Regions from separate parts of the Mus musculus genome. Here region 1 is linked to region 2. Evidence: chromatin contacts called from public HiChIP or PLAC-seq data. All regions are on one chromosome and are shown on one strand. The core of a region is the stretch at or near the end of the contact, and the rest is flanking DNA. Distances in the headings are between cores, read along the strand shown.

Region 1 (3,245 bases), core at 400-2,899, 700 kb after region 2:
GTAGGACAAATCCCTGAAGCCTGACATCAGAGCTACCAGAGCCTCCCCTTCCTTTGGACTCAATACTAGGTTATAAGTATGTGGGAAGACAGAGCCACAGCAAGACAAACAGGAGAGTCCCATTGCCCGCTGTGTGTGTTATATCTCACACTCTTTAAGAAAACCATCCACTCAAAGCTAAGACACAAACCAGAAAGGAAGTTCTGGCCCAGAGATGGATGGAATCCCTCAGGTGGGGACCACTTGATCATTCAACGCAGTCATTATTCAATATTTTTAAAAGGTATCTATGTCAATTATTAAATAGAAAGTCTTTTAAATCCACCTGTAAATCTCTAACCCTAGCATCCATCTCTTTCAGTTGTCACATTGTGTTCTTTTCTGAAATGTATCGGCATACTCCATGCATAGCCCCTGGATCAGCCACAAAATCGCAACTTGATGTGCAGCTCTGTGCACTCAGAGCACTTGTTTCTCCCTTGGACTTGGAACACTGTACATTATTCTCATTCCTGGCTGACTTGGTCTCTCTGTCATTACAGCTCATATCTGTGGTCTTAACTTTTTCCTAGACTGATCAGCTGTGCTGGCTCTCCACAGTCTCCATCGTTGTGAGGATCCATCTGCTCTCCCTGGGGTAGGTTTGATCCAAATCCATCAATTGTTCATTTCCTAACAATCTGTGCTGTGATTGTTTCATCTGTATTCATTGGGTCTCATGAAAACAAATCTAGCGTGGGTTGAAGTAGTGAAGATCTCACCGGCACACCCAAGGCCTTGAACTTGATCACCCCAATAACAACAACAAACAAATAATAAAATTGCTTAGTTGAGATGCGAGGGCTCATCTTAAACATTTTCTAGACCCATAGTTAATCCATGAGCTGGTGCTCACAGCAGAGGAAACAGAGCCAAGGGTTTGACCCAGAGTGATCATTTTCTTGATGCTCAGCCAGACACTTGAGTAGTACTATGACTTCGCTCATTTAATTTCCACCTGGTATTGTTAGTAGAGCCTGGCCCTCAATGTATTCTTATTAAATGAATAATGATACCCTTTTCTTGGAGTAGTAGTAGAAATTAGTAAATTTTAATAAATACCAATGCTTGACAGTATAATCTCTCAAGATGTTGAGCTCCGAAGAAGAAGAACATTTACTGTTTAAGCAAAAAAGTATGAACAGTTGTCATGGAAAGGCCTGTCCCAAATTTTAAATTGAATCATCTCCAATTTTCTGTGATTCAAAATGTACACAAGAGTCCTTGATCAAGCTTCTGGGTGTATCTGATCGTTTTAGAATGACTGTGAACAGGCTAAACATCATATCAAAATGGTGAGACAAGACATTTTAAATATCAAAAGCCATCGTTAGCCCCAGCTGTCCTTGCCAGAACAGCATGACTGGGAGAATCAAACAAGATGAAGAGAATTCTAAAACAGTCCTAATCAGAAGCACAGGCACAGGGAATCAAAGGCAGAAGGAAGCTTGACACCACCAAGATCAAGTCCTGTTACAAACGGAGAAACTAGAGAAGCCAAATGAGAAACGAAAGGTCTCATAGAAGCCAGGGAAATGCCACAGAGAAGGGACAGATCACCATTTCGTTAATCTGAACATGAGGTAATGAAGTCAGGGGGGTTTCCACTGTGCCACATCACACAGAACAAAGTTTCTATTTTAAGAGTCCAGCCCTGCACCTGTGCAGTGCAGATGGACTTGGCAAAAGAAGAAATGAAACAGATTTTTCTCACTGCCCAGCTGGCCTGAAGGTGCAGGGCACAGGCTAGATGAGCAACCGTGAAGGGGCCAAGTGTCGCAGCATGGAGACCATCCAGATGTGGAGACATTTGCCCTAAGATTCCCAGTTTTTCTCTACCCTAGCTTGAGCCCCAACACCAAGGGAGAAAACACGGCAGAGTCAGAGGAAAGAATCGTTGCTATCCTGGCTTGTATGTAGTCCCACTGTCTGCTGCTTAAGCAAAAAGAATGGGAAATTAAATTAAAGAGGGAACAGCACTGCCATTGGCCATAAGTAAGGGCCTAGGGTTCCATGCTGTCTGCTCCACAGCCCAGGGAAAGGAAACAGGCCTCGGAATGATTTGTCAATAAAGGCAGGAAATATCTCATCATGTCTTCAGTATACTAACAAAACTGCAGTGGGAAAATGACAAGCTGTAAAGCTAGCGAACCTGATTATGACCCTAGCTCCTTCTCAACCTGGTTGGTTGGCCTTGACTAAACTGCTAACATTACCTAGACTTCATCTCCCCACTTGTAACTTTTTAATATCTAACAAACCACACTTCTGGGTGTGATTATCACTGTACTGACAACAGCTCCTAGGGAAGGATCAAAGGAAGGTAAATTGTTTTGCTATTTTTTATATTGTTCACTTGTCTGCATACACATGCATTCATGTGTACACACACATATGCACAAACACACACACACGCACACACACATGCACCGAGAGAGACATACACACATCCCTGAGTGTACCATAGCATACATATGAAGGTAAAAGGGCTTTGGGGAGGAATTAGTTCTCTTCTTCTACCATGTAAGTTCTAGGGCTTGGATTCAGGTTGTCAGACTTGGTAGCAAGTGCCTTCACCCACTAAGCCATTTTCCAGGCCTGTATTCTTAGTGTTATCAATACATGTGAACACTGCTGAACAAACTCCAAAGCTCAGACTAGAGGCTCCACTCTTCTGTGTCTTTACACCAGAACATGAGCCATAATTCCATCTGTAGCATCTTACTAGTTATGCAAAAGGCCAGGTTGTACTACCTTCCTTCTTCTGAGGATCTGCCATTCAAATTGAAAGACTTATCAAAGTTTAGCTTAAACCATGCCATTAGATCATCTTTCTCTAGTAAAACCTGATAATTTAAGACTTACTGTGTACAGTTTTTAAATATCTTCAAAGTCAATTTCTTTAGCAAAGAAAGAAAAAAGGAAAGAAAGAAAGAGAGAGAGAGAGAGAGAGAGAGAGAGAGAGAGAGAGAGAGAGAGAGAAAGAGAGAGAGAGAGGGAGGGAGGGAGGGAGGGAGGGAGGGAGGGAGGAAGGAAGGAAGGAAGGAAGGAAGGAAGGAAGGAAGGAAGGAAGGAAGGAAGGAAATCAAGAGGCTGGGGAGAGGGCTCAGTGAGTAAAACACTTGCTGGGCAAGCATGAGGGACTGAGTTCAAATCCCCAGGACCCCACATAAAAAATATGAAATTTAAAAATTCCAATCCCAGGG
Region 2 (3,321 bases), core at 280-2,779:
GTGTACTCTTGGGCCTCTAGAGTTAATGTGCCTGCAATGATAGAACCAATAGAAAAATAAAAGGAGCTGGGCGTGGTGTCATGTAATCCTGCACTATGAAAGAAGGGGCGGGTGTGTTTTAAGTTCAGAATCATGGGGCACTAGATAGTGATATCCAGAGAGATTATATCATTTATTTACAAGAGAAGACAGTAAAACCTGAATGTAAACAAGAGAAAAAGAACAGCTAATAGGCCAAAGGCCACGGACGAGCATCTATAATGGACACAGAGATACAGATCAAGTAAGTCAGCTGCAGGAGGCTGGCCTGTGTGGTCCACTGAAGAACTTTTGAAATTTCAAGAAAATAAAAATGGAAATGTGACATTATGGTAAAAATTTTAATTTGTATCTACAGGACAAAAACAACGTTCAACATTCAAGGCTCTGATTACATTTGAGTGATTAAGTAAAGTTTCCTGTAAGTTTAAAATTATTATCTACTCCCTATATTGAACACATACACAAATGCTTGAGACTGAGATATTTAGGAAGGAAATAAATTGAAAGTGTATAAAGCATATATAGTGGGGCAATCATATCAGTTTCAGAAATCTGTTTCACAGCTTCACTCTTGCAAACAAGATTTCTAAAATCACAGGGTTGATATGTGTGGGAAAAGACACTGCTCAGAAATTTAGTTTAAGTGAGTAACTACCACAGGAGGTTTTTGGTTAGCTCTAGAACACTAAGGGAGGAAAATCCCATCTCTGATAACAGTATAGGTTGCATCATCATCAGCCTCCACAGGATGGACAGTGAGAGTGAGATCTGTCACAGGCCCACTGCCATTGAACCCGGTAGGGACCCCAGATGGGAGGTTGGATGCTAAATAGATGGAGAGTTTGGTTTCTGTTGATACCAGTGTATATATATAACTGTCACTAGTTGAACTGACACTTGGACTGGCCATGAAAGAGATGGTGGTCCTCTGCCCTATCGACACAAAGAAGCCAGAGACTGGGTCAATGCAATGTCACCAGTTGATCCTGCAATGATAAGCACACATTGCTGTCACCGATATACAAAAAGCATTCTAGTATAGAGTCACTCTATGTGGTGTATAAAACAGTAGTCATGAGCTACATTCTGAGAAGCTGTAACATAAATAAGAATCTTAAAACCAATTGACTGTTATAATTTCAATGATCAGGACACTGAGGCATGGAAAACAGCAAGGAACACAATGGATGCTCCCAACACTACACACTCTCACCTGGAACCCAGACCAGCAGTACCCACAACAGGAGAGCAGACCCTCTCTGAGAGCTGTACTAGTGGCTGGCTCTTGGATATTGGCAAGCTGCCTTTAAAGATGGACTAAGCAATCTAAAGTGTAGTTGATGTCTTAATATGCAAATAAACTCAGCAAAGCTTGACTTGGTGATCAAAGAACACCTGCACTTGAGTCATCCTGTGGCCGTTAGGATTAGCAAAGATTTCCCTAGAGTGTTTCAAGTGTATGCCAAGTGATGTTGTGGCTGGCCCCAGGGAACCATCATGTCCTGTTATTCTGAGCTTCTGTGGGGAACGTGAGCTGTCATTGCTCTACTGTAAAGGATGTGAGCTCCAGAAGCACCATTATCTCTCAGAGTTAAGGTTTTTAAAAATGTCTTTATTTTCACTTTAGGGATATGTGTGTTTGGCCTACATGTATGTCTGTGCACTACATTTGTACCTATTGCTGTTGGATTTCAGAAAGGGGAATTGGTTACCTTAGAAGTGGAGTTACATCTTGGGAAGATTATATGCCCCAGTACAGGAGAATGCCAGTTCCAGGAAGCAGGAGTGAGTGGGTTGGGGAGCGGGTGGGGGTGGGGGGAGGGTATAGGGGACTTTCGGGATAATGTTTGAAATGTGAATGAAGAAAATATCTAATAAAAAATAAATTAAAAAACAAAAGAAGTGGAGTTACAGATGGTCATGAACTGGCATATAAATCCAGGGAACTGAATTCATATCTTCTGCAAGAACAGAAAGGGGTCTTAAACACTGAGCTGTCTCTCTGGTTCCCAACTGCTTTTTTAAATCTCAGAATATCATACTTGTCATTGCAACATTTGTCGCTAAAAGAAAACAAACTTGTTTATTTATTAGCATAGAGGAAAAAAAAGAATGTATCATGATTACATCAAAGAGGGCAGTTGGTTCAAGTAAAAGGCTTTAATATAAATTTAATTAGGAGCAGAAGTTGACTTTGCCTTTCTTGGTGTCAAAGATAGAAGCCAAGTATTCTGCCACTTTTCAGTAGAAGCTGTCAGGAGGGATGTAGATCCCTCCAACTATGCCCTATATTCTTTGTTATAGTCAGAAAAGACCCAACTACTCCTGGTCCCTTCAGGGATTTTATCACGAGCTTGCATGAATTTTCTGCACAAGCAGAGACCATGATATGGTTGCTACATCTTAATGGTTGTCTCATATTATTGTTCCTCCTATGGGGCTGCAAACTTCTTCAGCTCCTTCAGTCTTTTCTGTAGCTCCACCATTGGGGACCCTGTGCTCAGTCCAATGGTTGGCTATGAGTGTCCACCTCTGTATTTGTCAGGTACTGGCAGACCCTCTCAGGAGACAGCTATATCAGGCTCCTGTCAGCAAGCACTTGTTGCCATCTACAATAGTGTCTGGGTTTCATGACTGTATATAGGATGGATGCCCAATTGGGGCAATCTCTGGATGGTATTTCCTACAATCTCTGGTCCACGTTATATCTTCACATTTCCTCCTGATTGTATTTCCCAGAATCACTGCCAAGAATATCTGCTTTAAATAAGTCCATAATCACGTTCTTAATCAGGATATGAACACAATTGGTTAGTGTATTGGTTACACAAGACCACACAATGTTTCCCTCTGAAAACATTAAGCTCTTTAATTCATATGAGATGTAAGGACTGAAAGGTAACATCTTTTGACACAAAATTAAATCTACCATTAGGATGGAGGGAGGTTTCTCAGTCTCTAGAGTTGGAAATCAGATATGGAGACTTCACAAGGAGATGTGGCCCCAGAAACAAGAGCAAAAAATATCACACTTTCTCTCCTTTGTGGATTCTAAATACACCAATCCTATGTGTGTAATTTTTATGTTTCTAGGTGAGAATGTGTATGCATGTGTATATTTCTGTATGAGAGCATATGTGTGCAAGTATGATTGTGCACATGTATGTATATATATGTGTGTATGTATGTGGATATGTATCTATGTGTGTATAACTGTAGTGTGTATGTGTGTATATGTACATATATATATGTGTGTGTGTGTGTATATGTACATATATA

The links. HiChIP or PLAC-seq counts read pairs in DNA pulled down with a chosen protein or histone mark.
Region 1: a contact with region 2 is called in an H3K27ac HiChIP or PLAC-seq map of large pre-B cells, with 2.5 times the contacts expected there. The contact joins two enhancer-like sites.

What each region holds. Positions count from the first base shown.
Region 1 is chr6:70,742,437-70,745,681 of GRCm38.p6, forward strand. It overlaps Gm30211 (a long non-coding RNA gene), which reads left to right. Exons shown (of 7, transcript XR_001785278.2): 5 at 573-637. Among named protein-coding and RNA genes, the nearest start is that of Gm30211, 15 kb to the left of the region's middle. Within about 2 kb of position 1,650, at least 39 of the 459 cell types and tissues checked have an H3K27ac peak or open chromatin away from gene starts, as enhancers often do.
Region 2 is chr6:70,039,607-70,042,927 of GRCm38.p6, forward strand. It overlaps Igk. Among named protein-coding and RNA genes, the nearest start is that of Gm46962, 180 kb to the right of the region's middle. Within about 2 kb of position 1,530, at least 14 of the 459 cell types and tissues checked have an H3K27ac peak or open chromatin away from gene starts, as enhancers often do.